Regions from separate parts of the Mus musculus genome. Here regions 1, 2, 3, 4, 5 and 6 are each linked to region 7. The links are chromatin contacts, called in public HiChIP or PLAC-seq and promoter capture Hi-C maps. All regions are on one chromosome and are shown on one strand. Each heading gives the region's core, a stretch centred on a gene start, on an enhancer-like site or on the middle of the called end of the contact. The rest is flanking DNA. Distances are from core to core; before and after follow the strand shown.

What was found. Promoter capture Hi-C pulls out the DNA fragments that hold promoters and counts their contacts. HiChIP or PLAC-seq counts read pairs in DNA pulled down with a chosen protein or histone mark.
Region 1: an H3K4me3 HiChIP or PLAC-seq map of bone marrow-derived macrophages shows a contact between it and region 7, with 8 times the contacts expected there. The contact joins the promoter of Nae1 here to the promoter of Cbfb in region 7. A contact is called at or near these places in 3 of 39 promoter capture datasets (the 3T3-L1 cell line, cranial neural crest and hippocampal neurons), 3 of 484 Hi-C or Micro-C datasets (all in embryonic stem cells), 5 of 115 datasets of contacts at active chromatin or transcription factors (astrocytes, bone marrow-derived macrophages, effector CD8 T cells and 2 more) and 2 of 9 other capture datasets (adipose tissue and liver).
Region 2: a promoter capture Hi-C map of stem cell-derived epiblast-like cells shows a contact between it and region 7, with 3 times the contacts expected there. The contact joins the promoter of Dync1li2 here to the promoter of Cbfb in region 7. A contact is called at or near these places in 7 of 39 promoter capture datasets (the C10 cell line, cranial neural crest, frontonasal cranial neural crest and 4 more), 3 of 484 Hi-C or Micro-C datasets (CD4 T cells, embryonic stem cells and muscle stem cells) and 2 of 115 datasets of contacts at active chromatin or transcription factors (bone marrow-derived dendritic cells and pancreatic cancer cells).
Region 3: a contact with region 7 is called in a promoter capture Hi-C map of stem cell-derived epiblast-like cells, with 2.2 times the contacts expected there. The contact joins the promoter of Pdp2 here to the promoter of Cbfb in region 7. A contact is called at or near these places in 20 of 39 promoter capture datasets (the 3T3-L1 cell line, 3T3-L1-derived adipocytes, the C10 cell line and 11 more), 2 of 15 datasets of contacts at CTCF or cohesin (embryonic stem cells and pro-B cells), 5 of 484 Hi-C or Micro-C datasets (CD4 T cells, cardiomyocytes, embryonic stem cells and 2 more), 16 of 115 datasets of contacts at active chromatin or transcription factors (the 230-238 cell line, bone marrow-derived macrophages, cardiomyocytes and 9 more) and 2 of 9 other capture datasets (embryonic stem cells and liver).
Region 4: a promoter capture Hi-C map of pre-B cells shows a contact between it and region 7, with 3 times the contacts expected there. The contact joins the promoter of 4933405L10Rik here to the promoter of Cbfb in region 7. A contact is called at or near these places in 3 of 39 promoter capture datasets (liver, pre-B cells and stem cell-derived epiblast-like cells) and 1 of 9 other capture datasets (pancreatic islet).
Region 5: a FOXA1 HiChIP or PLAC-seq map of pancreatic cancer cells shows a contact between it and region 7. The contact joins the promoter of Terb1 here to the promoter of Cbfb in region 7. A contact is called at or near these places in 5 of 39 promoter capture datasets (cranial neural crest, hippocampal neurons, liver and 2 more), 1 of 484 Hi-C or Micro-C datasets (embryonic stem cells) and 2 of 115 datasets of contacts at active chromatin or transcription factors (embryonic forebrain and pancreatic cancer cells).
Region 6: a promoter capture Hi-C map of stem cell-derived epiblast-like cells shows a contact between it and region 7, with 2.9 times the contacts expected there. The contact joins the promoter of Cmtm4 here to the promoter of Cbfb in region 7. A contact is called at or near these places in 7 of 39 promoter capture datasets (the 3T3-L1 cell line, cranial neural crest, hippocampal neurons and 3 more) and 2 of 484 Hi-C or Micro-C datasets (both in embryonic stem cells).

The regions. Positions count from the first base shown.
Region 1 is chr8:104,533,353-104,537,251 of GRCm38.p6, reverse strand. Nae1 (NEDD8 activating enzyme E1 subunit 1) reads left to right here and starts at 2,615. Exons shown (of 20, transcript NM_144931.3): 1 at 2,615-2,740. The coding sequence starts at 2,688. It also overlaps a transcript of Car7 not described here.
Region 2 is chr8:104,441,680-104,445,243 of GRCm38.p6, reverse strand. It overlaps Dync1li2 (dynein, cytoplasmic 1 light intermediate chain 2), which reads left to right and starts at 2,197. Exons shown (of 13, transcript NM_001013380.2): 1 at 2,197-2,549; 2 at 2,697-2,770. The coding sequence starts at 2,443.
Region 3 is chr8:104,589,549-104,593,461 of GRCm38.p6, reverse strand. Pdp2 (pyruvate dehyrogenase phosphatase catalytic subunit 2) reads right to left here and starts at 1,990. Exons shown (of 2, transcript NM_001024606.2): 1 at 1,867-1,990.
Region 4 is chr8:105,706,205-105,709,947 of GRCm38.p6, reverse strand. It overlaps 4933405L10Rik (RIKEN cDNA 4933405L10 gene), which reads right to left and starts at 1,659. Exons shown (of 4, transcript NM_027655.2): 1 at 1,433-1,659; 2 at 935-1,152; 3 at 364-548; 4 at 1-287. The coding sequence starts at 1,516. It overlaps Enkd1 (enkurin domain containing 1), which reads left to right and starts at 1,740. Exons shown (of 8, transcript NM_198299.2): 1 at 1,740-1,791; 2 at 2,025-2,124; 3 at 2,205-2,399; 4 at 3,210-3,382. The coding sequence starts at 2,040.
Region 5 is chr8:104,508,550-104,512,233 of GRCm38.p6, reverse strand. It overlaps Terb1 (telomere repeat binding bouquet formation protein 1), which reads left to right and starts at 2,347. Exons shown (of 20, transcript NM_180958.3): 1 at 2,347-2,432; 2 at 2,861-2,967. Nae1 (NEDD8 activating enzyme E1 subunit 1) reads left to right here. Exons shown (of 20, transcript NM_144931.3): 20 at 967-1,206. The coding sequence ends at 1,076.
Region 6 is chr8:104,393,131-104,397,087 of GRCm38.p6, reverse strand. Cmtm4 (CKLF-like MARVEL transmembrane domain containing 4) reads left to right here and starts at 1,281. Exons shown (of 4, transcript NM_153582.5): 1 at 1,281-1,637. The coding sequence starts at 1,452.
Region 7 is chr8:105,168,621-105,172,295 of GRCm38.p6, reverse strand. Cbfb (core binding factor beta) reads right to left here and starts at 1,622. Exons shown (of 6, transcript NM_001161458.1): 1 at 1,243-1,622; 2 at 904-990. The coding sequence starts at 1,320.

The sequences.
Region 1 (3,899 bases), core at 1,366-3,865, 640 kb after region 7:
ACCTGGAGCAAACAGCTTCCCCTCTTCACATCTGAATTTGCACTTCCTTTAGTTATTAATCTATAAGATAGGATTAGAGAGCCTGGGAGGCTGAAGGGGTGGTCAGATGAGATGGTAAACTAGGACTTCTGGTACCCAGGTGACAGCACACACATAAATAAAAGTAAGTAAATGCAGAGGGAGTCTTTTCCTTTATCCTTTCGTTCAACACACATTTATCAAATACTTTGTAAATGTTAAGCGGGGAGCCAGTTGTGAGGGATGTGACTTCAAACATTATGGACTGCTGTTGCCTCAGGCTGCTTGTGAGGTTAGGGAGAGGCACGAATCAGCCAACGAGTACCTTTGAGAAAGGCAAAGGTGACAAGGGCAGCCAGGGAAGGCTGGAGGTCACACAGCACAATATATATATATATATATATATATATATATATATATATATATATTTTTTTTTTTTTTTCTCTCTAGGCTGGTCTCTCGTAGGTTACAGGCTGTCCTCAGCTTCTCCCCAAACTATAGATCCAATGTCTCCGGATAGAGATCAGTAAGGATGGATGAAATAACAGACTTGAACTGGGTCTGACTAGAAATGTCAGAGTATTTTTTTTTCTAATTCTTACATTGGGCTATTTACCTCCCCCAATCCAAGCCTATTTCTTCTCTCTGTGTGAAGCAGGTTGAGCATGTCAAACCCTTTAAATACTCGTCTTTTCTGTAAAACACTATAAAAGTTTTGCTTACAAAAGGGAATTAAAAATCATTTTGCCACCCCACGTTGTGACCCCATCCCCTCACACATGGGGTAAAGCTTGCTCCTACAAAGGCCCTGCTTCATTCTTTTCTCTTTTCTTTTTTTTTTTTAAAGATTTCTTTTTAAAATTTATTTATATGAATACACTGCAGTTGTCTTCAGACACACCAGAAGAGGGCATCAGATCCCATGACAGATGGTTGTAAACCATCACGTGGTTGCTGGGAATTGAACTCAGGACCTCTAGAAGAACAGTCAGTGCTCCTAACTGCTGAGCCATCTCTCCATCTCCCCTGCTTCATTCTTTTAACCGAAGTGACTACAGCGATAACCTCTTTAATTTTTCTTCCCCTTTTCTTTCATTTCCTTTGCACCCATTCTTTTAAAGGGCTGGGGAGAAGGCTCAGCAATTAAGAGCACTTGTTCTGCGGAGGATCCAAGTTCAGTTCCCACAGTGAATATTTCACAACCTCACACATACATTTAAGAATAAGTTTTCCTCAAAGGAGAGGTGGCAAGATGGCTCAGCAAGCTGGAAGATTTGGGCTTATCCCTCGAACCTGTGTTGAAGAGGACGAGAAGTGACTTCTGCAAATGGTCCTCTGTCCTCCACGAGTGCATGATGGCATTCTTGCACACACACCAATCAATAAACATTAAAAAGTTGTAAGAAGTGCATGCTCTGAGGTATCCTTGTCCACTTACTAACAACTGAATGCTTCTCAAAATCACACAGTCGCAGGCAGTACAGCACCCTCGGCCCCTGATGTTGTTGTTTCCAATTACATTTGTCCATCTTTCCTTTCCTGGGGCCAAGGTGTATGCAAGGCTATGTAGTGAACTTTCACTTTCACTTTTGACCTTCTCACATTCCCTGGGTGTATTTTATATCGCTCACGTTTCACCTGTCTAACTGGAGAGGGAATGTGACAACTGACAGACATGCACAAGCACATAATGAGCTGGGAACGCCTAACGCCCCTTTTCTCCCATCAGTTGGGTTCCATAGGGGTTGGGGGAGGGAGGTCACAGCAGGGTGTCCCCTCACCTTGTGTCCTAACACTGTGCCCAGGGGAAGTGCATTTGTTAGCACTGCAATATTACTGTCAAATGGAGCCGTCTCTTTGGTCCCTCACCCCACAAGGCTGGAAGGATTTTATGTGTGGATGTACACTCATCATGTGCTGGGATAATAATCTCAGGACGTGCAAGTGCATCTGGCAATCATGAATCTGGAGACTCCTCTAGGATTTGGGATAGAGGAAAGCAATTCTTACTTGTCAGCAAGCCTCTTCTTCCCTCTTGTCCTCAACTTGCTCATAAGCTCCTTCCTTAGCATCGGCCACCAAGGGACAGTCATCCTGTGTCACATGAATCGATGATAGCTTTAATTTCCTCCTTGTTCATGGGCTTCACAGGCAACTCTGGCTGCTTCTCAGACACCCTCCCGTCCCCCAAGTCCACTTCTCATTTGTCTCCTGATGCCGTTTCATCTCGTTCAAAACCCCCTTTCCCTTGCGTCACCACGGGGAACAATTCTTGGAGGGAAGCCGTGGGGTGGGGCCCCTCTGTCTACCCATCAGGGTAGCTTCTCTATATAGAATACTATATACAAGTATGCTGGTGTATTGTTCCTCTTGGAGGAGTCTCAGGAACGGTGAACTCACCCAGAAGAGGACTAAGGTTTATCAGTGATAAGGATTATCACTCGATTTAAAAGTCGGAGTTCTCCACAATTACTGCAGGTAGAGAGAGAGAAACATTCTGTGGAACTCAACCTCAGGTTTCCCCCGGCTTCCCAGTGACGCGTGCGCAGTGCAGCGTCGGCGCCCCCTACTGGCTGCGCGCTGGAGGAGGGCGCTTAGTGCGCCTGCGTGAGGCCGAGTGGGTGGCGGCCTCCTTAGGCGGCTTTGCTGTTCGCGGGCCAGGCGCGGCCATGGCGCAGCCAGGGAAGATACTCAAGGAGCAAAAGTACGACCGGCAGCTGAGGTGAGCCGGGGTTTACGAGTGAGCAAGCCGGCCAGGCTGGCGGGCTCTCCTGACACCCGCGGGGCCTAAGTGCCTAGGCCGGGTAGGCCGGCCTCCCACGGGCCTGCGGCTGCGGCCGGCCGTGCAGGGCGTGGGGAGCCGGCGCTCTGGGATCCGGCCACTGGCCCGAGTGTTCGGCGAAGGCCGGCTCGCCCCTTCCCGCACGGCTGGCTGTCCGCGGTTTGCGGTGCGCGGTGTCTCCGCCAACCCACTGGGCTGCACAGTCTCGGCAGGCCCTCCCTACTCGTTCGCTAAACGAGGGGGGTGGGAGCACCCCATCCTGCCCGACCGCCGAGCGCTGCGCCCCGGCAGGTATTGGTCTACGCCCGCGCTGGCCAATAGAAATGCGTCATGCTAGCTTTATCGGAGCAAACCGTGTTCGTAATTACACATTTTCCAGTAGGCACCTTTCAAATAAAGTTAAAAGAAGCTAGACATGGTAATCCCAAGGACTTGAGAAGCAGAGGCAGGTGGATCGGAAACTGAAAGCCAGCCTGGCCTCCATTGGAAGACCTTGGGAACCGGGAGAATAAAGAGACAGGAAAATAAGTTTTGCTACTAGTTCTCCCCACCCCTCTCGTTTATATAGAGACATGGTCTTAAGTAGGCCAGTCTTGAACTCAAGCGCCTACGTCCCAGGTCTCAAGTGCTGAGATTGAAGATGCTCACTGCCCAGCCAGACTCAAAAATAAGTTTTTGCTCCCCCACCCCACCCCTTTTTTTTTTTTTTTTTGTCTTTTACCTTTGAGTGGCCGCCTGGACTTGCAATGTAGAGCAGACTGCGCTCAGACTTGATGCAATCCTTCTGCCTCTTTTTCCCCAACAGCTGAGATTATAAGTGTGGACTATTACACCCGGTTTATGAAGTATTGAGGCTGGAACTCTGGACATCATGCCTGCTTGCCAAATTGAGCTACATTCCCCAATCCCAGAATCAAATTTGACAGTGTTTATCTAACCTAGTATTCCAAAACATTACAATTTCAACGTAATTATTGTTAAAATTACCAAGCTATTTTTGTTGTTGTTGTTCACAGAGTCTTATAAATCAGGTATCATACACATTTTAAAAATGTCTTAATTCATGCCAGCTGCATTTCTAGTACTCAGAAACCATTTG
Region 2 (3,564 bases), core at 948-3,447, 730 kb after region 7:
ACCCAGCCTTTATTTTTAACCTTCTTTTGTTATGAATTGTCAAATTCTCTGTTGAGATTTGCATTCCCTATGTCTGCACCATCCTCCCCCCTGATATTCTGGCAAGAAAAGAAAGCTACTATATGCATTTGTATCTGGTGCTATCTATCTTCTCGTTTTGGAACAGGTCACATTAGAGAATTTGTGTTCAATTAGAGTCATCAGAGAGGAAGGAGCCTCCCTAGAGGAAATACCTCCATAAGATCCAGCTGTAGGGCATTTTCTCAATGATCTATGGGGAAGAGCCCAGCCCATTGTGGGTGCTACCATCCCTGGGCTGGTGGTCCTGGTGGGGATTTAGCTCACTGGCCCAGAGTGTTCAACTCTAGTGTCCTGTTATGACTTCCAATCTTGCTTGCTCTTCCCTCCCATTTTCCTTTTTCCAGTTTACATTCAAGTTGGCAAACTACATGCCCATTGTTGCATCCTTTAATTTATGCTGCTAATTTTTAGCTGAACCAGAATCACTGTATTTTTCAACTGAAACCTACTTAAGTGATTGCTTTTCCTGCCATATCACATTTCCTTATGGTATTTATCAACACCTTGTAAAGTTACCCTGCTTCCTTAGAGAACAGCAAAAGGCCATACCTAAAGTTACCCCTGATCAGCACAAACCTGTCTTTCTTTTCTCCATTACTTCTCCCCTTTTACATCCAGTCTCCCCACTACCTTCTCCACTCAAGAAAAGCAGTCACAGCTGCTTGTTCTGCTGTGAAATATTGACTCTCTGAAAAATAGGATTTAAAAAAGCAAAAAAAACAGAAACCTTGCAGGGCAGTGGGGGCACTCCTAGCCCTCCAAAGGCAGAGGCAGGTGGATCTCCGAGTTCAAGGCCAGCCTGGCCTACAGAGTAAGTTCGAAGACAGCAAGGGCTACACAGAGAAACCCTGTCTCAAACAACAACAACAACAATAAAATTGGTAAAGCAAAGCCAAAAGTATTGTTAACTGTGGTGGTAAAAATCATTCACAGTTTAATAAAGTCTACAAAGGAGGAGATGAAAAACAACATTCTGAGGATTTGTGATAAACTTTCAATGAGCATCCTGAAAATTAAGCCATATAATAGTTGAAGAAACATGGCTGGAGAGATGGCTCAGCGGTTAAGAGCATTAACTACTCTTCCAAAGGACCTGGGTTCAATTCCCAGTACCCACAGGGCAGCTCACAACCATCTGTAATCCCAGTTACAAGGGGTTCAGACACTCTCTTCTGCCCTCCACAGGCATTGCATACACATAGTGGACAGATATGCAAGCAGACAAAGCACCTATACACATTTAATAAAAGTAAAACTAAAAGAGTAATGACTGGAAGTGGCAGGATACCACCTCTAGAACTGGGTCTTGGGGCTGTTTTGAGACAGGGTATCTTAGGGTTAGTGCTGTGATGAAATACCATGACCAAAAGCAAGTTGGGAAGGAAAGAGTTTATTTCATCTTACCCTTCCAGATCATAATCCATCATTGGAGGAAGTCAGGACAGGGTCTCAAGCAGGGCTAAAACCTGGGGGCAGGAACCGATGCAGAGGCCATGGAGGGGTGCTGCTTACTGGCTTGCTCAGCCAGCCCAGGCATGGCACCACCCACAATGGCATTTCTTCAATTGAGCTTCCTTCTTCCCTGATGACTCTAATTGACACACAAAACTAGCCGGCACACAGGGTCTCACTATGTAGCCCTGGCTACCCTCGAACTTGCTATGTAGACCAGGATGGCTTCAAATGTATAGAGTTCCTCCCGCCTCTGCCTCCTGAATGCTGGGATTAAAGGCGTGTGACACCATGTGCAACCATTTTAAAATTAATTTTTTTGAAGTAGGCTCTCACATAGCTCATGCTCAACTTAAACTTACCAAGTAGTCTAAGACTTCTGATCCCTCCCCCTCCCCCCCTCCCCGCCCCCACCAGCTGCCCATTGCTGGTATGACAGGACATGCAAATATCTATGTCCAGTCATTTTTTTGTGGATCTTCGTTCATGTTTGGCCCATTTTCTTTTAAACTTCTGAGCTGTAGTTTCCTCACCTCACTTATTAAGAATTAAACAAGATTCAATGAGATCGCTTTATAAATATGGTTGTCTAGCTTGAGTTCATTCCAAAGCTTGGACTTGCCGCATCAGAGGCTGCCCTGCAGGGGTCGCCAGCGCGCTCTCGGTCTGGTGGCGTCCGCGGCTCCACCTCCCGCGTAAGGCTGTCCGGCTGGCTGCCTGACCCAGCAACGTCCCTAGCTGCGGCGATCCCACGTCCCGCAGACGCACGAGGACACCGCGGGCCCGTCGGGACGCGCTGGATAACGGAGCTTCTGCGGCGTTGCGGGCGGGCAGCGCGGCCCGGCCGGGGTCCTTGCGGGTCCTCGGCGGGCCCGGGGGAGGGCCCTCTTTGTGGCTGCAGTTGGCAAGATGGCGCCGGTGGGGGTGGAGAAGAAGCTGCTGCTGGGTCCCAACGGGCCCGCAGTGGCGGCCGCCGGCGACCTGACAAGTGAAGAGGAGGAAGGCCAGAGTCTATGGTGAGGAGCGTATAGAGCCGCAGATGGCGCGGCCGGACCGGGAGCGGGCCGGAGCGGGCAGGACCGTGGGCAGACATTGATGGGCAGTCGTGGGCCGAGCGGTCCTAGGCGGTCCCGCGCTGACCACTCTTGTCATTGTCGCCGCAGGTCTTCGATCTTGAGCGAAGTGTCCACCCGTGCCAGGTCCAAGCTGCCGTCCGGCAAAAACATTCTGGTGTTCGGTGAGCAGCGGGGTACTGCCCTGGGGCGCAGGGGTGGGTCAGGCGGCGCCCCTCCCACTGGTTCCCAGGCTTCTCCACCCTTAGCGCCTGCTTGTCGCTTGCCTGCCTGGGAGGGCACCCTGGACTCTGGCAGGGTAGCTGCTGAGTCTCCAAGCCCACACCTCTACTGACCCCCTAGAATGCAGCTCCGTTTGGAGTCCAGTGATGTGATGTGGGCTTGGGGCATTGGGGCACATTCCTTCAGTCTTTTGGCTGAGCCTTCTTCAGCCTTGACTCGGTTCATCGGTTAGCCTTGTGCTCACCAAGTTGAGGATGTGGAGGAAGGAAAAAGAGGATGTGCAGGCTGGATGGAGAAGATGAGGGAAGTAGGTGACCTGGACTGGGAAACTGAGGAGATGGACGAAGTCTTTTCTTCAGTCTTCATGGGCAGGCAGCAGAGCTTGGGAGTCAGCCCCAGGAACTTTCTTGCATAAATCCTGCCCTCACTGCTGGGTTGCCCAGTCAGTCATTTAACCTCTCTGGCTTCAGTTATCTCCTTCAAATGAAAGGGATTATATGCGTTCACCTGCAATGCTGTTTGTAGAGTAGGAAATGAGGGCTGAGCAGTGGGACAGTACAGACAGTCTTAGACACCCTGAAAGAATCCCAGTGGAGCCGAGGCAGATGTGTGCGTGGTTGCATCGCATCTCTCATGTCAAGAGCAGACTGCTGTGGGCGCATCACACTGCTTGATGTGTTGAGAGAGCGCTTGTGGAATCAGGTATCTTGAAGGGTAATTGCCTAGGTGCAAGCAC
Region 3 (3,913 bases), core at 741-3,240, 580 kb after region 7:
ATAAAAGCTTCAAAGTTCAAGTTATTAAAAATACTAAACTGCTAGAACATCACTTTTGCTAATGCGCTCTCTGATTTTATAGAGAGCTTCCGGCCTTCCTGCCAGCCAACTTGTGCCTCCTTTTCCTTTCTAAACCGTTCCTCAGGCCAGAGCCTACTATCTACGTCCTTTGTTCAGTCTCCCTTGCAGTATTTAAGTTTTCCCTTTTGTATCTGTTCCCCCAAGGAATCTACCTACCCCATGAATTCCAGTCATGTAGCTGCTGACTAGCGGCTGTCCTGAGTCCAGGCCTGTACCTGGTATACATTATATATATTACATTAATATATTATATATAAATATCATCAATATTATCTCGATATGGTGTTTTTGAAGCCCCACTGACTCTAGCTACTTAGCATACTGTGTCTCACCGGCAATACGTGGTTAGGTTTTGTTTTATTATTGTTGTTTTATTCATCACTGGGGACTGAACACAAGGTCTCTTCTATTTGATCTACCACTGAGCTACATCCCCAGCCCTCTTTCACACTTAGCCTTGAACTTTAGATCCTCCTGCCTCAGATTCCAGGGTAGCTAGAATTAGCCATCAGTTGCTGGTCTCACAGAATTCCTGTGTAATTTGTATTGGTCATTGTTGTTTTGTTTTGAGACAAGGTCTTACTTTGTCACCCTGGCCAGCATGAAATTCACTGTGTAGGTCAAGCTGTCCTCAAAATCAGAGATCTGCCTGCTCTGACGTTCTCAATACCTCATGAGATTAAAAGTGTGTGCACCATGTCAAGATTTCACAACGTTCTGTAAAGACTTAATAAAATACGACACTTCTGAGCCGTCACAGTGCTATCACGCCTTTAATTCCAGAATTCCGGAAGCAAAGGTGAAGAGGCAAGCTGATCTGTGAGTTCAAAGCCAGCCTGATCTACATTGCAGACTGTTACTTTGCTTGACAAAGTAAGCCCATGGGAATGGGGGGGGGGGGTTGAAACTGGGAGTGTGGGTGCACGCCTTTAATCCCAGCACTTAGAAGGAAAAGGCAGGCAGAATTTGAGACCAGGTACACAGAGAAACTGTCTCAAAAATCAACAAAAGGAGGGAGCCACTATTTTTGTCCTTGGGATACATTCTGTACAGATTTTTATATCATTGGGCCAACTACTGTGAACATGATTTCCTATTAAAGGCAATGTTTTCAGTGATAGTACTATTTATGGTTTTTGGCATAAACATTCACAACTACTGGTGACTTGGAGCTTGTTTCCACTAACCTGGTACCAAATTACATGGCATTTGCAGTCACCTTTCCCTTACTTATTTCCAAAACCAGTAGGTCAAAGGGTATAAACGCACTGTCAAACCGATTTCCCAAAGCCAATACCCATCCCGCTGAACTTGGGACAGATGAGGTCGGACAGGGGCAGATGGCCTCAGACGCCCCTTGACCCTGCAGAAAGGACAGGCAGCTGTGCGCAATGAAAACCATTCGCCTCCAATGGGACAGAAAGAATTTAGCACCCCTAAAGAAACCAAGTCTCTTGATTTCTTGGCTGGACCGCAAGGCTCTAAGAAATCCCAGCCCCCGTTTAGTGGCTGAGCCTTGGCTTTCCAAGGTGTAAGAATCCAGTTGCGACGTCCAGCTCACCGGTGCTCCAGTACTAAGGAAGCTGGTGCAGAGAACCGGCTAAGCAGTCGTCTCCTCCACCAGTGCGCGGGCCCACGTGGCGCGTGCGCGCGAGTGGGGTGACCATGACCAGGGGCCAGCTCGTCCCGCCCTCTCACCTCATCCCCCTCTCCGCCCCATCACCTGAGGTACCCGTAAACTAGGCTAGGGAAGGCGTCCGCACCCCGAATCGTCCCCTTCCTTACCTCGTATCCTCGTCCTCTCCTCCCCAGCTGGCGCCGCTGGCACTCGGCGGATCCTCTCGGCTCACTCTGGTCCTGAGCACAGTTCCGCGGTTGCTGCGACTGGGTTTTACTTCCCTGGAGAGGCCCCCAGTCGAGGAACCAGCACCAAAAGAAATATCCCTCCCGCCATTCCTGATTGGCTTATCCTTGGAGGCGGGCCCTTGACGGACATTGAGATTACCCAATGGATGAGGAGGGCAAAAGGAAGGCAGAGGGGCGGGGCCGGGAGGGGCCACCCTGCACTCTACCCCCTGGGGTTACCCGTGGCTTTTGTGCAGCCGCTGCGCCAGTAGGTCGTCACGTGGGGCTCTTCCCCAAGCTTCCCTTATCACCACACCCTGCAAAGCCAGAACCAAGAGACCTCTCCAGTTCTTTACAGTTCATTCTCACATAGATTCCTCCCGGGTTTTGTTCCGTTCCCTCCAAGCCTCTCTCCAAAGTGCCACATCTTTATTATCTTTGGACACCTATCTTGAAGGCTTTATGGACACTCTAGGTTCTACTTGCCCTGACCTTATCTTCCAGTCAAACCTGCTTTTCTTCCTAAACCAGCAATGGCTTCGCCGGCCCCAGAAGACCCAAGTCCAAACACCAGGGTCAATTTGATGCTTCCCTTACTGTCACACACTTTAATCCTGTCATTCCCACCTCCTAAGTCCCTTCCCACCCATCCATTTGCCAATGCCAGACTCCAAAGCCTTTAAGGCCCCCTACTTCCAAATTACACTTAGTCCCAACCGATTTTCCTTCCTTTACAAACAGCTAGAAGGAACCTTCTAATACTCACATTTCTGATCTAAAGAGTTCATTGGCTCCTTACTAACCACCATTTTGAATTCTCAATTACATTGGCCTCTTAGCGACAAGTGATGTTAGCCGCACCTTTACTTGTTGGTAGCTTGGGAGAGCCAGAACCAGAGAGGTCCAGAGCTTTCCCTCCTTGCCTTCTGGTCCTAACAATAGCTGAGTCTGGTCTTCACCTTATAATGTGTGAGTCAGTAGAGTCCTTTCTTGAAGTCAAAGAGAGATAAGAGATAGCAGAAAGGTCTGAGAGTGCTGTCTCTGGAAAGAAAGGCAAGCTGGTTTACCCAAAGTCACGTCTGAGGTAAAAGTGTTCCTGCTGTATTTCTGTGATGTGTCCCCTTACTGGGCCTCAGGCCTCTCAAGGAGGTGGTTGCTTGGGAGTGTTTTGTTTTATTTGTGTTTTTGAGGTAGCATCTCACTAGGTAGCCCTAGCTGGTCTAGAACTAGCTATGTAGAACCGGCTGGTCTCCAATGTACAAAGATCCACCTACTTCTGCCTCCCAAATTCTGGGATTAAAGGCGTTTGCTAAATCCCTGTTTTTGTTCTGGGTTTTGCTTTGGTTTTGTGATACTGAGGATTGAACCTAGAGCCTCCTGAATACTATCAAACACTATCATAGATAGATCTTCGTTACTCTACCCTGTCCCCCTCTCCCCTCCCATCCTACCCTACCCCTTCCCCTTTTTATGCCTTGAGACAGATTCTCACTAAGTTGTCAAAGTCAATCTTGAACTTATGTCCTCCTGCCTCAGCCTCAGAAGTAGCCCTGAGGGTGTTATATAGGTCTGCACCCTGTCTGGAAGTTGTAAATCAGAATTTGTACTAAGTTTCTTCTGGACACTGTGGGGTCTCTTTCAGGCCCATACTAAAAACCAAGTAAGTAAATGGGCAGGAGAGAACAAAGAGGCATGCTTTACTGTGCTGTACTTTTAGTTTGTTTTACAAATACTTTATCTGATTGCATAGAAGGTTATCCTTCAGAACAGGGACAGGAAGTCGCTGCTGCAGTTTGAAATGAATATAATCAACATTTCTCCCTTCCTTTTCCTCCCTCCAAACTCTCATACGCCTCCTTCTTCAAATTCATGGCCTCTTTTTTTCACTAAATGTTACTGCATGCCTCTGTGTGTGTGTGTGTGTGTGTGTGTGTGTGTGTGCGTGCGTGCGTGCGTGCATGCGCGTGCACATTCCTGAATATAATCT
Region 4 (3,743 bases), core at 410-2,909, 540 kb before region 7:
CTCCTCTACCAGAGGAGGAAGATTATGGGTCAGTGGCACTAACGGATTAGGGCAGGGTAAAGCAAGGCCTAAGCCCAGCTCACCTGCCACGGGCAGCAAGGTCTGCAGCTGCAGCTGTTCCACGCCCGGCTCCTCGGGAACCAGTGCTAACTCGGCCTCAGGCTCTACCTCGGGCTCCCTGTCCCCGTCCTCCTCCTGATTCAGCTCTGGGTTGCAGTAGTTGATGTATTGGTACAGTGGCCGCAGGCGCTGGGCTTTTCCTGCAAGAACCCAAGGCAGAGCAAAGGCTAGAACACCAGGCTGTGCCATGTCAGCCTCAGAAGACAAAGAAAACAAGAGAAGAGCCCAGGGACTGCCACTCACGCTCCAACCCCAAGGTCTCGGCGGCGGGTGCGGATGCGCTGGCCACAGCGGGCGGCACAGGAGCCCCGCCACTCTTGCGTTTCTTGGCTTTTTTGTGCTGTTTCGAGGACAGTGAGGATTCACTGTGGCTGCCTTCTGGCTCCTCCTTCTTCTGCAGCACCCCCGGTGGCAGCTCAACTTCTGACCTAGGATGGACATGGTGCTTGGCCCTGGGAGGGCTGGGGAACCCAAACCTGGGACAAGAGGCCTGAAAGAGGCAGGCTTCAGTCTTTGGTTCCTATATCTTGAGCCTAGGGCTTACCCCTGCCTGTCCACTAGAGCTAGTTAGCTGTCCATTTCTTAGACAGTGAAGCTCCAAGCCCAGTAGAGGCTCAGCATTTATGGTAGCTCAGTCTCCTTGCAAGATCTAGAAGTCCCAAATCCATACCAACCCCCCAGCCCCCAAGTTCTAGAGTTGGGAGTGAGGGGTATTGGTCAAAGACAAGAATCTCTGCCTTGAAGGAATGGGGATTTAGGAATCTCCGGGCATAAGACCCACCTTCCCAGCCCTTCCCTCCGAAAGCCCTCTCACTTTCTCTTGGGCCCATGAGCTGGTCTCACGATGGATGACGTAGGCTTGGGTCCTCTCTCCTCTCCTGCTTCCACCCCTGCATTGAGCCCTTCCTCTCCCACCTTTATTCCTTCCTCCTGGAGCTCTGGCTCTAAGCTGTGCCCCACGGGACACTTGTCTTCGCCTGGGCTCCTGCAGGTCTCATGTGCCGGCACCAGACACTCTTCTGTTCCTGGACACTAGAAGATACACATAGGTCATTGGGAGCCGATGGCCAGGCAAAGTATTGTGGGGATCAGTTATTCAAAGCCCAAAGCTGCTGCAATTGGAGTACATCTCCCTTGGTTGGGGGGGTGGTGGTGTCTCCTAACTACATATTGGCCACAAAATATGAAGGTAACCAGCTTAGGCCTCTCTACTTGTAGGGCTTGGCCTGGCAGTTAGAGGGTTGGGTTACCTAGAGTCCCACCTCTCCTGCCCTACCCCTCCATCTCCCGAGCTTTGAAATGCCCAAGTCACCTCAAGGCTCTCTGCAACCTGGGCTAACCCTACTGCTGCCCCATTCTGGGTTTCTGGCTGCCTCTTGGCCCCTTCTGAGGCCATAGGCTATGAGGAATCAGTGCATCCCTCGACAGTTGATCAGAGAAAACCTCAGGCCCAGAGCGGGGCTGGACTGGTACTCAGTGCTGGTAGGGGAGACAGGTTGAGAGGTAAGGCTCCTGTTGAGACCCGAGACTTAGAATCACTCCTCATCTGGAACTACAAACCCCAGAAGGCTGTTCGCCTTAGTCATTTGACCCCTGACCTCAGGAAGCCATTTGTTGCCAAGCAACAGCAACTCCTACCGGCTTGCAACAGTTGGCGGTAAAACTGCTCCAGTGAGAGCCCTCGCTGGGGCTTGGCGGGGGAGGGGCGGCGAACCCCTCTGGGCAGTGGGCTAGTCGCGGGGCGGTGGTACAGTCTGCGCCTAGAGACGGGCGGTCGTCGAGGGGTGGGGCTCGGTGATGGGGGCTACCGCGGGGATGCAGGGCTCGGGTGGAGGGTGGAAGCACCCGACAGGGATTAGAGGGGAAAGTTGCGCAGCGCAACAGGCCCTGGTGCACTGTTGCAGGGCTGCGGTAGGATCATGTGCGAGGGCCCGTCCCGCATCTCTGGACCCATCCCCCCAGACCCCACTCTCTGCCCGGACTACTACCGGCGGCCGGCCTCGGGTGAGTTGCGGGGTGCCTCGGCGGGGCGAGTACCCCGCCCCACCCCTGAGCACGGCTTTCCACCGCGTCTTGCTCCTCAGCCCAAGGACGCCTGGAAGGAAACGCGTTGAAGCTGGACCTGCTGACTTCAGGTCGGGACCTGGACTCCAGTCCTCCTCGTGGCCCTCGCATCAGGCCTGAAGCCCGAGAGATCCTAGAGCGTGGCCAGCGAGGCGTGGGGGACGTGCTGCTGCAACTGGGGTGCATCTCCCTCGGTTCGGGGGTCTCTCCTAAGAGTAAGTCCTTGCAGACGGGGTATTGAGGCATTCTTAGGTCAAAAGCAGAGATTAAAATAGGGTGCTTCTTAATTGCCTTGAGCCCATGCAGTTAATGTTCTTTTCTGGGTCTTAGTTTCTCTAGCATAAAAGAAGGGCAAAATACAATACCTCCTGGCAGGATCAGAGTCTATCCTTCTGCAGAAAGCCCTCGCTTCAAGCTTTCACACCTTGATGGAGCATTGTTTACTTAGTGCCTACTTTGTGCCAAACCCTGTAGCTGTTAGGAAAACGGGGTTAAAAAGTATGGGAGTCGTCCCAGGGTAGGGTAGTATCCAAGGGAGGCTTCCCCTTCTCTGAGGAGAAGAGAAAGGGGTAATGGGGGGGGGGGGATTTGGCACAGGCAGGACTGGGAGTAGAGGGGCTACAATTGGGATGTGTGAATTTAAAAAAAATTGGCGGGGGGAGTATGGGAGTCACAGTTGGAGGCAATGAACAAGACAGGCCATGTGTATAATATACACGGTGATTAATGGTATGCTAAATCATAAAATGTAGAAGATAACCAGGAGGGTGACTGTGGAAGGGAATAAGCTGATAACTGTGCTGTGGGTATGATGTCTAACTTCCATGAAGAGGCCTTGGTTGTATTTAAAAATGTGTGTGTATGTGTGTGTGAACCCAGGGCCTCTCTTCTACCAGACATCTCCCAGATTGTCTGAGAGGTCTTTCTGCCAAGGGTAGGGTGTGAATCTATATTCGATCTAGTCCGAGGTGCATGGCCATTTGGTAGGGCTGTCCCTAGCAATATTCCTCCCTGCACCCTTCCAGGGAAGAATCCAAAGGACCATGAGAAGGAAAACTTGAGGCGGATCAAAGAGATTCAGAGGCGCTTCCAAGACCAGGAACGCAGCCGGGAACAGGGTCAGCCTAAGCCACTGAAGGCACTGTGGCGCTCACCCAAGTATGACAATGTGGAGTCTCGAGTCAAGGCCAGGATGAAGGTATCTGTCCCAGGGAGGCAGACCTATCCATCTTGGCCAAGGCAATTATATCTGATCTAACTTACAGAGCATGTGTGTGCGTGCGTTCATGAGTGCGTGCGTTGGGGGAGATGGTGATCACAAAAGACTAAGACATCTGGGTGGACTTTCTCTGGGGAGCTGATGGCATCAGGTCAAGGATTAGGCTAGAGGAAGAGAACATTCCACAGAGATAAAACCCCACAGGTAGATTCTGGCATCAGAGGGAGTAGGGGCAATGGGCATAGTGGGCATAATTCAGTTTGTAAGGGGGAGAAGCAGAAGGTTTGAACAGAAAGCCAGCAGGGTACATATCTGAAAGAACTACCTAAGTTACCTAGTT
Region 5 (3,684 bases), core at 1,098-3,597, 660 kb after region 7:
TTACTTATTTACATAGGCCAGATTCTAAGAGACACAATCAGAGAGGCCTAACGAGTGTAGGTAGGTCTTTAGTTTTATGTGTTTTGTTATGATTATGAACGTAATTCTCTGAGGCTTCCCCTATATAAACATGAGCCATTCCTCTGTACTAGTCCTTCTTTTCTTCTTTATCATAGCACAAAGTCTTCTACATACTATATGCTGTATTTATTTGTAAGCTATCCTTTCTCTTGCTGTTAAACAGAAAGACCCAAGGTAGCAAGCAGCAGATCTTTTTGTTTCTTGCACCTCTGCTACATCTATGGTGCCTGAGAGATTTGGTGATAGTACAGGTTTAAGTCCACAGCCTCAGTATGTAGAAAGAAGCTGCCTCAGTTTAGAAAAGATTCTTTTTTTCTTGGTGGAATTTCACTGTCTCTTTGTGTTTCAAGTACCTTACAGGAGCTCTGTAGTATTCAGTGTGGGTTTGACCCTGAATAATAATAATTATTATCTTTTATTTTGTTATGACTCAAAATATGTTTGTTTGGGATTTTAAACAGCTTGGCTTTATGTTTTTTGTTTGTTTTGTCTTTTGTACTCATCTGTATCTGTGGTGTATTCTATATAGCATAGATCTCATATACACCAGGCTGACCTCCAATTCCATTTGTAACTCAGACTGGCCATGAGCTCATAATCATCTTGCCTCTACATCCCCAGTCTGATGAATAGAGTCATCCGTTACCACCACACCCAACTCTTTTTTTTTTTTTTTTTGAGACAAGTGTCTTCACTGTATATCCTTGGCCAGCCTAGAACACACTATGTTGAGCAGGCTGGCTTTGAACTCACAGAGATCCACCAGTCTTTGTCTCCTTAGTACTGGGATTAAAAGCATGCACCGTCAGGCCCAGTCTGGTATATATTACTTAACTCTTAAAATTTATTCTTTTCAAACATTTACTTCTCTCCTTTTTCCAACAGGAGCTGCTGCTCAAGAAGTTATCAAAATAATCACCAAACAATTCGTAATTTTTAATAATACTTATATTTATAGTGGTATGTCACAAACTTCTGCAACTTTCCAGTTGTAGAATAAGCACCATGTGTAATATGTTAATGGTTGGAACTGTAATTGTCTTCATATTGTGCTTTGGTTTGTAAAAATCTGTTAAAGGACGGAAGTTAAATTGTTTCCTTAATAAAAGTTTTTCTCATTTGTAATATAGTCTTGTTGTCTGGAATGGTGGGGAGAATGGGGAGAAAACAGAACAAAAGCCAGCTCTTTGTATAGTTAGTTAATGCTGGATTGCTATTTTACAGTTACATATCGTAGATATGTCTGTTTCACTAACAAGAGTAAAAAATTAATTATCTTAATGAACTTAAGATGTGGATTTTAGCTGTGGACATTTTAAGATCATTACTTATTTAAAGTAGAACTTTTAAAGAAGCATTTCGGAGCTTTATCAGGACAAAACCATTCCCTTGTGCTGTCGTCATTCATTATATATACCTAAAGGTTTGTCACTATACCTGTGTATTGAATTTTATGGGCTTGCCCCATCCCTAAATTTCTTTTTATTGAATAATATATTGGAATAATAGCATTTAGCAGCTTGTTAGATGGGAAGGAAAGTTCCTGAAGGTGAGGAAAAGTAACAAACTAGAAATCCAAACTGGGAGGCCGAATGTGTGTGTGTGATTCGTTATCCTAAGGCCCTAAATTGCCTGCTATAGAACAGTTCTCAAAGGCAGTCTCCTATGTGAGAACCTGGGTTATAGCTGACAAGAGGCGAGGGAGGGGGCTCATAGGGATTTTATTTCTTGAAAACCTGTATCATTCTTGCTTGGCTGTGTCATCAAGTGACTTTGTCAGAGCAGGAACTGCCCTCTGACAGTACTTCCATCTCCCAACACTCCCATGGGAAGAGTTCTGTTGGGACGTATGACAGGACTAAATTATAGGGCACACCTTGAACACATTTAAGACTCAGAGCTCTGGGCTCTTGGGTCTACTCAATGAGAAGCTGGCTTGGCCAGAACCAAAAACTAAGGATTTTGGAGTTCACCCAGGGAGGGTGTCCAGTCAACGGAATGCCCAGTGCAACCAAAGAAAGCCTGGCGTCAGGCAAGGTCAAGGAGGGAGCAAAGACCCTTCCGAGACGCAAGTCCTAAATACTAAGTTATATTACCCTCATCATGTCACTTTCTCCCATCTAAAACCTGGCATCCCGCACTGATCACCTTCTGCCCACTGATGGCTCTACAGCTGCGAAGGGCTAAGCCCAGTGGGACAGGTGTGCGGCCGGAAGTCCCGCCCAGCGGATGTGAGCCTGGCTGGCGCGCGGGCGTGGGAAACCCAGTCAGGCGTCGTGGTCTAGGCTGCCACAGGGACGAGCTGGTGTGGGCCTGACAGGGGCTCTGGGTTCCAGGGTGGAGAGGCCAAGGTCTCGGCTTCCCGCCTTCCGGTGGTCGGCTCCTGGGGCGGAGCTGTGGTGGCGGGCGTGGCCCGCTTCCCTGGCTCACCTGAGGAGGTGGATTGAGCTGAGGGCAGGGGCTTCCCTGAGCTGGCGCCAGGCCCACGACCTGTGAGGGGGAAAAGGTCGTCCCCATCTGCCCAGTCGGGCGGCTGTGTGCGTCCGGGCTGCTCCCCGGGATCCCGGGGCGGGGAAAGCGGCGGCCCCCACGGGGGATTCGGTTTGGGAGGAAGAGGACGGGAGCGCGTGCCCAGCAGCAGCTGACGCTGGGAACTGGGCGATTGCTCCTGGGAGGTCCGCCGGAGCCGGGCTCGGGAGGCGTGCATGGTGCCCCGCGGAGAGCAGTAGAGGAAAGTCGTGGGCCTGCCTGCCCTCCTCACAGGCGTTCCTTCTTCCAGCTCTTTAGGTGAGCCAGGCCTCCGGAGCCTGGAGCGAGAGCGAGGGAGCCATAACCCACGGAAAGACGGTGGACCCGGAGGCTGGGAATCCCGGGCGAGCCGTGAGGGTGTGCGCCCCATATCCTATCCATCCAGTACAGCAACTGGTTCCTGGGACCCTCTATTCCCTGGGACCTGAATGGCTTATGTCACACTCGGAGCAGAAAAGTTGATAGTGCACGTTACGTGCTTGCCTTTCTGCTCCCGTTAGAGGGTGCCTTCCACAGTGTAGGATTCCAAGGCGGACGGACAACTTACAAGTGGAAGTGAATGCTAGGATTTTCATCTCTGCCAGCCCCACCCAGGAAGATATTTTTGTCTCTCTTGGGGGAAGGGAGATATGTAGAATTTTTCCCCCCACAAAGCTTTTGATGTGACCAATTTTAGAGTAGCGAATTTCAGGGGCTGACCTAGTGTTTAATGATAGACTCTACCTTGAGTCCCATACCCAGGATGAAAGAGGTGTGCAGAACACTAATCAACTAGTTTTCTTATTTATGTTCTCTAATAGTCTTCCTAGTAACGTTTGCACCTGACCTTGTTGGTTTGGAGAGTAAATTAAGTAAACCCTTTAAGGATGGTGTGTCCTGTTATGTAAAAACTTACCCCCGCCCCGTGAGATCAGGGTAAAAAAAATTTACAATCTCATTGTTAGTGATGATTTGTACCCACAAAACTACTGAAAACATTTCGTAATTGCTTGAGTGGGAACATACTTTTGACTTGGGAAGTGAGCTATTTTTATAATATTATATAAAATATTTTTATATTTTTAAGTATCATTT
Region 6 (3,957 bases), core at 32-2,531, 770 kb after region 7:
AGAAATCCGCCTGCCTCTGCCTCCCAACTGCTGGGATTAAAGGCGTGTGCCACCACTGCCCGGCTGTCTTCAAGTTTTTAAAAAAGCTATTAACATTTGTCCTTGGGGTGGCAGGACTCTGGTGTGTGCTTTTGGAGGCCAGAGGACAGCTTGTAAGGACTGGCTCTCTTCTTTCACCCATGGGTCACAGGAACTAAACAAAGGTGGTCAGATTTGGTGGCAAACACTCTTACCCACTGAGACTTCTCAACATCCCTGTCCTCAATTCTTAGCATATTGCTTAGCTTACAGTAAGTGTCCCCCCCCCCTCAAAATATTTAGTAAGTCAAATAATATAAATATTGAAGCTGGTATCCTTTCAGCTTTGGAAATAGACCTTGTGTTCTACTCATTGAATATTTGGTGCCCTTGGACAAGCCACTTCTACTCTGAAAGCTTTGTCTCCACTTGTGTAAAATAGTAATGATTATAACACTTCATTTGGTGCCTTCCTCAAGGACCGGAACAGATCTGTATTCAGGGTGCTGAAAGGTTCAGTGTCAAAGTGACAATTCTTAGAAAGTTAGTGTTTTACTTAAGCTTAAAATTAGTCTTCACACTTGAATGACAAATTGGTCTATAATTAATGCCTCCAGGGCAAAATTTGAGTGTCGCCTAGCTTGATGCTTAGAGGTAGCAAAACTTTTCTCAGCCAGGATAGGGAACTGATATTAGTTGCCAAGCACCTACTGTGTGCTCATATATTTCTCCTATGCCAGCATGCTGGATCCCAAATTGACACTGGGGTTGTGTGGATTCTGCGGGCTCCATTAACCCCGACCTCCCCCACCCCCTCACAGGCTGTACCTCTGACACAGAATAGGGTTGTCTCAGTGTGCCCAGCGTGGGAACACACACACTTAAACCTGCAGACGATCCCACTTTCTCTAAAGCAGGCTCTAAGGCTGCGGGCAGAGAAAACAGCTTTGTGACTCTTTGGTCAGTCTCCATTCTCTCCACCCTTTTTCCCTCTTTTGGTCTGGGCCTTTCCTTGCAAGGGCCGCCGGCGACCACCCCGGAGTCTGGGCCAGACGCCCAGCAGGTGAGGGCGTGGTGGGGGCGTGACTAAGGCTCCTCACCGGCCCCGCCCCAACCTGCAACGCCCCTCCTCTCCCCCACGACCCCCCGCCCCCAGCCCTCAGCGCCCCGCCCCTCCCCGCGCCGGCCGCAGTCTCCGCCCCCTCCGGGCCGGCGCGCGGCTCCCGCCTCCTTCCCTCGGCGCCCGCTCCCGCCTCCCTCCCTTTCCGCTGCCGAGGCGGCGGGAGCCGAGCCCCAGCGGACCGAGCCGCGGCCGCAGCGGGCGGCGGGCGCAGAGGCGGCGGCGGTGGGGTGGTCTGGCGACGGCGATGCGGCGGCCGCTCTGAGCCTGCCCGCTCCAGGCGCCGGGGGAACCGGCCGCGCGGGGCGGCAGCATGCGGGGCGGCGAGGAGCTGGACGGCTTCGAGGGCGAGGCCTCGAGCACCTCCATGATCTCGGGCGCCAGCAGCCCGTACCAACCCACCACCGAGCCGGTGAGCCAGCGCCGCGGGCTGGCCGGCCTGCGCTGCGACCCGGACTACCTGCGCGGCGCGCTCGGCCGCCTCAAGGTCGCCCAAGTGGTAGGTGCCGGGCGGGGCTCCAGGTACGAGCGGGCGGGTCGGCGGCCTAGCCCGCGCCTTCTTTACCCGCACCCGGCCGCGGGGGAAGGCCCGGCCGACCAGAGTCGGGTTCGGGCTGCGCGGTCCCCGCTCCGCGCACTCCGTACTCCGAGGTCCTTGGGCTGCAGTCCCTGCTCCTCTGGGGACCGCGCCCTCGGCCGGAGTCTGCCTTTTGCAGCTCCGAAGCCTCAGGGGTGCCTGGTGCCTGCACACCTGCTCCGGGGCCTACCTGTGCCCTCCCTGCTTCATCGACAAGAGGTTGGTGCGCAGAGCCGGTTGCGAGGGCCGTGCCATCGCCTGGCTACTACTGTGCTTAGCAACTTGTAGCAGGTTTTCCGGCTCGCGTAACCCCCAGACGGTTCTCTGCTAACAGAGGCCGGGGGCTGTGGCATGGTTTCCTCCCTGGCGCCTAGCAGGGTGCCCAGCAGATGGTGGATGCTCAATAAATATTTGTTGAATGGAGGCGTGTAGCCCAGATGCAGTGGGGGAGTCCAGATCTACCCACAAAGCCTCCAGTCTTTACTGCGGACGTTGGCTTCCTTCATAGCATCCTGTAGTCTCAGCACTGGTGGTGGCTTCTTGGGACTGCCCAAATTGGTACCCAGAGTTAAGTCACTCTGGGAGGGCGGCCAGTTTGGGAGGTGACAGATACGGGGAACTTTCTGTTGGACTTAGGCATTCGAGAGCACATTTCTTGGTGGGTCCCCCCCCCCCCGCGACCCCCCAGAGTGTTTGGTTCAGGGGCTTGTGGGTTCTGTTTCGGTTTTGTGGTTTTGTAGCAGGTCCCTTTGGGCAGTGTAGTTTATCTTTGTGGTGGACTGGGCACAGTCCAGTTTAAAAAAAAAACCTTTGTATTCCTCCTATTCTCTGTCACAGGTAGCCTTTCACCGAGGCCTCAAAACTTTATAGACTTGTCACCCTGACAGAGAAGCCCTTTGCACAGAACTGCAACATATTTGCATTTTCCTTCTGGGAGCGGCAGGCCTGTTCGGCTTATTAACTGAGTGCATACGTTAATCTTTCTTGGGAGAAATACCATATGTGGACACCCTTTAAATAAAGGTCCCTGTGTTTGTAGGTTGTAGACTCATGGAGAGTTTCCTCTCTTCTCTGCGGAAGGCTTGGTCTTCTGATGCCTAGTTTTAAAGGGCATTAGTGAGAAATAAGTGGAGCAAGTTCCCTATCTTTACATTTTAAAACACTCTTAATCCAGGAATCTGGAATGTTCTCAGGGATACCAAGCTTCTGTTAGCCATTGCTATTAGCAGAGAGAATGTCGGTGTGGGAGCGATACGTAATCCTTTTTTTAAAAGAGCTAGCTAGCTAATGTTTGAGTGCGGTGTAGATAATCAGAAGTAAGAAAAGGGCAGGGCTGAACTTGGAGCCAGAAGGTGGACTCCAGGGCCTGGTCAGGGACCTTCTTAGTTTACTTAGCAGGCCTTTGAAAGTAAGGACAACTCTTAACTTGCCTCTCAGGATGGAGATGGAGTGGTTTGTACAGAACATTAGCCGCTCACTGCTGGGACTTGGCTGTCTGCAGGAGCTGGAGCTGGAGCCGGAGCCAGCCATGCTTCCTCCTTTGGGGAGGTGTGGTTGTGTGGTCATCCTTACTTTCCATGTGGAAGGACTTTAGGGGCCAGCCTTTAAAAGCTTTCCTAGTTGCCGAGTGTCTACTGTGGATTGTGTACTGGCAAGTGAAGAGATGGTCACTTGAGTGATGTGGCAGTCTATGGTCTGCTGCCCTCTGGGTTCTCAGCCTTGCTGTTAGGACCTTCAGGGTGATCCACCTTCCCTCAAGAAAACAGACAAGTTCCAAGAGATAAGACTTGAAATTTAAACTGGAAAATAAACAAGAAGTCCTTATGAGGGTCCTTCTGCGATGTCACACAGCGCAGACTCCGCCCAGAGAGAAGGGAAGGTACTAATTCTTTCACTTCAGTAAAGTCTGGCTTTTAAAAGGCTTAGTATTTATAGACATTGTGAGGTGAGGCCTAAGGAAACTGCAGATCCTTGCTTTTTCCCACACTTGGTCCAGTATTGCCACCACCCTAGGCCTCTGTCGATTCAGCTGATTCAGCGATTCAGACTCTCTGAAACCTATTTAAAATTTTTTTTAACATCAGATCGGAGCAGAAAACATGATTGTTCAACCTACTTAGGTTTTTTTTTTTTTTTTTTTTTTTTTTGGTTTTTTTTTGAGACAGGGTTTCTCTGTGTAGCCCTGGCTGTCCTGGAACTCACTTTGTAGACCAGGCTGGCCTCGAACTCAGAAATCCGCCTG
Region 7 (3,675 bases), core at 373-2,872:
AACCAAAAAAAATCTCTTTCCTACAGTTCTTCTTTTCGTTGCTTCCTAACCAACACCTCTAAGGAGGATAACGAAGAGGCAAGAGAGGAACTAGATCACTTCGATATTTTTCAACCCAGGACTTGCCGAGTCCATAGCAGTCTTCAAATATAAAACAGGAACCTCTAGATGAACTATGGGATTTGTCTGTGTAGCACCAGGCAATTCTTTAGCAACTCCAATACTCAGACAGGCACATCGAGGTTAGAAAAAGGAAAATATAGATTTCTTTCGGATTCTTAACATTTTAAGAAAAGAAAATTGTTCATCCACTGGGGCCCTTTCTCTCGTCTCTCTCTTCTATTAGGACAGTCTCTCTCTTCTATTAGGACAACAGATAAGTGGAATAGATTTACTCTCGGCTGTACTGGGAGATAGCTTCTCATATAGATTTACCAATCTCGCTTCTCAGAAACAAGCCTATCGCTGATCCCCCTCCAATGATTCTTTACACGTAGGGCTGTATCCTTCCTACAAGCACCCCGATGTCTGGCGGAGGTCACAGCCTAGGCGACAACCTCCGCCAAGCTCCGGTTGGAGCTCCGCTCGGATTGCCGAGCCGGCACTAGGACACGCAAACCATCCCACGAACCGAACCATCGCGGCGGGCCAAGGAGAAGGCGGGTCCGCCCGAGGGCCGAGCCGAGCCGCCCCGCCAGCATCTGCCTCTTTCTTGCTTTTCGAATCCGGACTAAGGAAGTGAGCCTGCGCCCCCGGCTCAGTTCCGGGAGCCGCAGCGTCCGCGGCGCCGTCCGGAACACGCCCGGGGCCGCGCGCAACAAGTGACTGGCGCGCGCCTGGGTCCCCGCGGCCTCCCCGCGCGCACCGGGGGTAGGGTGGGGGGGTCCCTCCCCGGCGACTTACGATCTCCGAGCGACCGTCGCGGCAGGCGTTCTGGAAGCGTGTCTGGCGCTCCTCGTGGGGCCGGTCCCTGAAGCCCGTGTACTTAATCTGCAAGGCAGAGAGACGGCCCCGAAATCAGGAGTCAAATCCGCGGCGGCACCCGCCGGCCCGCCCGCCCGCTCCCCGCGGCTCCGATAAGGGCAAGCAGAGCCTGTGGGCGGACTGCTTGCCGGGGCGAGATTCCCCCTCGGCCGGCGCGCCGTCCCGGGGGCTTCCCGGCAACCGAGCCGCTCAAACTTTTCTCCTCCCCGGGCCCACTCGGGGCGCGCCGAGGCCTCCGCGCCTCCCCAACCGCCTCACCTCGCACTCGCGGCTCAGCTTCCTGAAGAACTCCTCGTTCTCGAACTTGCTCCTCTGGTCCGGGACGACGCGCGGCATCTTCCCGCCCTCAGGCCGCGCCGGCCGGCCGCGCTCCCCAGGCTCGCGCGGGCACCCGCTGGCGGGCTCCGGTGCTGACCGCCTTGACCGCCCACCCGCGGCACCCGGACTCCCGCTTCTCTTTGTTTCAGGAGCCCGCCCGCGTGGCCTCCCGCTCCAGGGAGGCTGAGGTGCGGCCGTGTGCTTGGAGCCCAACCCACGCTACCGCCGCCCGCCTCAGCCGTTGCCGGCCGTCCTCCCTCCCGCCCGCCCGCGCAGACACAGCTTCCAGCCTCCCCCGGCTGCGGCCGCCACTTCCTCTCGCCGCCCTCCTCGCTCTCCCGCCCCGCGCCGGCCCCACCCCTCCTCCTCCTCCTTCTCCTCCTCGCGCGCCCGCCCGCCTCAAACTCTAGCAAACAAGACGCACCATTCACAACTCCACGACCCGCGCCGCGCATGCGCCACCCACCCGCTTGCGGGGCCGCTGGGTTGCAGTGAAACCCTGCTCCTTCCTCAGCACTTCCCCTTGCCTGTCCGCGGGCTTCTCTGCGAACAACCCGCCCAGAAGGGATCCGCCCCTCTCTTAGCAACTAGAAGCGGACCCGCAGACCTTTTTTTTTTTTTTTTTGGCCCTTTGTGAGCGATCTGGAACTTCTTGGCTCCCCAGCCAGCCACGCAGAGTCACCCCCAGAAGGGCCACTTGAATTCAAGGAAACCTAAATCTTAGAGGACTTTGCATACAGGGAGGGATGTGGACTGTGCACTGAAAGGTGGAAGTAAGCATCTAACCAAATCATGGTGTAAAAAGGTGGTGGCTATTGAAACGGGGTTGGCCTTAGGATTCCGTGTAGCTCTGCCTGCAGACAAGGTTTAGACAAGTACCAGACCAGTAAGTCTCAGATTAGTAATTTCTAAAATGCACACTCATAAGTTCATGGCGTTAGTAGGAGAGTGTTTATGTAGATCTAGCACATCATTTAAAGGAAAACTATCTTAATTATATGTAACCGGTTGCCAGTCCATATTTTTACCCAAATGTGCAATCAAACAAGAAAAAAAAAAAAAAATCCAAGATCTGCAAGTTCTAGAGAACTTACCAGAGCAGAAGAAAACCAGACTCGGGGTTTGCAGCAGAGCTTGAGCTAAAGCTGACCCTCAATAAACTCTGATCCTTAAAAATCGCAGTTTGTTAAAAGTTCAGTTCAAGGATGGCAGGTAAGTGCCAACTCTTGGCAGCAGCTGGCCAGATGCTAAGGATTGTGAAAAGATACTCATAAGTCACTGGAATCAGTTCTGAGGTCAGTTGTTAATGCCTGCTTGAATACAGATTTTGGCAGAATTTCACTGCTAGTCCAGCCCAATCTCATTTATTAGATAGGGACCTAAACGTGGGTAAGGAACTGTCCTAGTTTGCCATAGACAGCTCTCATTTTTAGCAATGACCTCCCCCCGCCCCCCAAGCCTTCTGAAGCTGCTCAGTCCCTAACAAACTAGGAGGGTTAATCATCTTAACTGAAGTCTGGAGAGTTGATTACCCAAAATTAAAGGTTTGTTGGTGGGAGTGGTGTGTGTGTGTGTGTGTGTGTGTGTGTGTGTGTGTGTGTGTTTTGAGTAAAACATACTGCCATGATAAAACACCATGTCCAAGGCACGTTATAAGAAGAGTTTGTGTGAGCTTACCACTCCAGAGGGTTAGAATCCCTGAACGGTGGAGCATGGTGACAGAGGCAGGAAACTGAGGGCTCACATCTTTAATCAGAAAGCAGAATAAGATTTAGGAATGCCAGTGGCTTTGAAACCTCAAAGATGGCCCTGGGGACACATTTCCTCCAGCAAGGCCACACCTCAACAGTGCCATCACAGGGGATTAAGTATTCTAACATCTGAGCCTACGGGAGGGCCATTTCTCACTCAAACCACCACAGTCTAGGCGGTGCAGTTCAAACCCAGGGATTCACCTCATCAAGCGCTTTACCACTGAGCTGCAGTCCCAGCCTTCATGGTCAGGGGTTTTAGCAGTGAAATTTGTAAGCAGCACGTACTTACAGTGCCAGCGACTTTGGCCACCGAGGTGGGAAGATTTCTTGAGCCGAGGACCTGTGCCAAAAAAGAGAATCAAAAAAGGAGGAAGGAGGTGATTAGGTTGATGGTTTTAAAAGACATACTCCTTCCATTAGCAAATATGGAATTATCTCCTTCTTGGGGCAGGCACCCTCCATCCCACCCCAAGCCTATAGAACAGATTAGGTGCATGAATGGATGCCAACAACTTCTATCGATGGATCTTCAGCTATTTTACCATCTTTTCACTTAGTCATTCATTTATTTATCTATTATTTTTGGTTTTTTGAGACAGGGTTTCCTCTGTGTAATGCT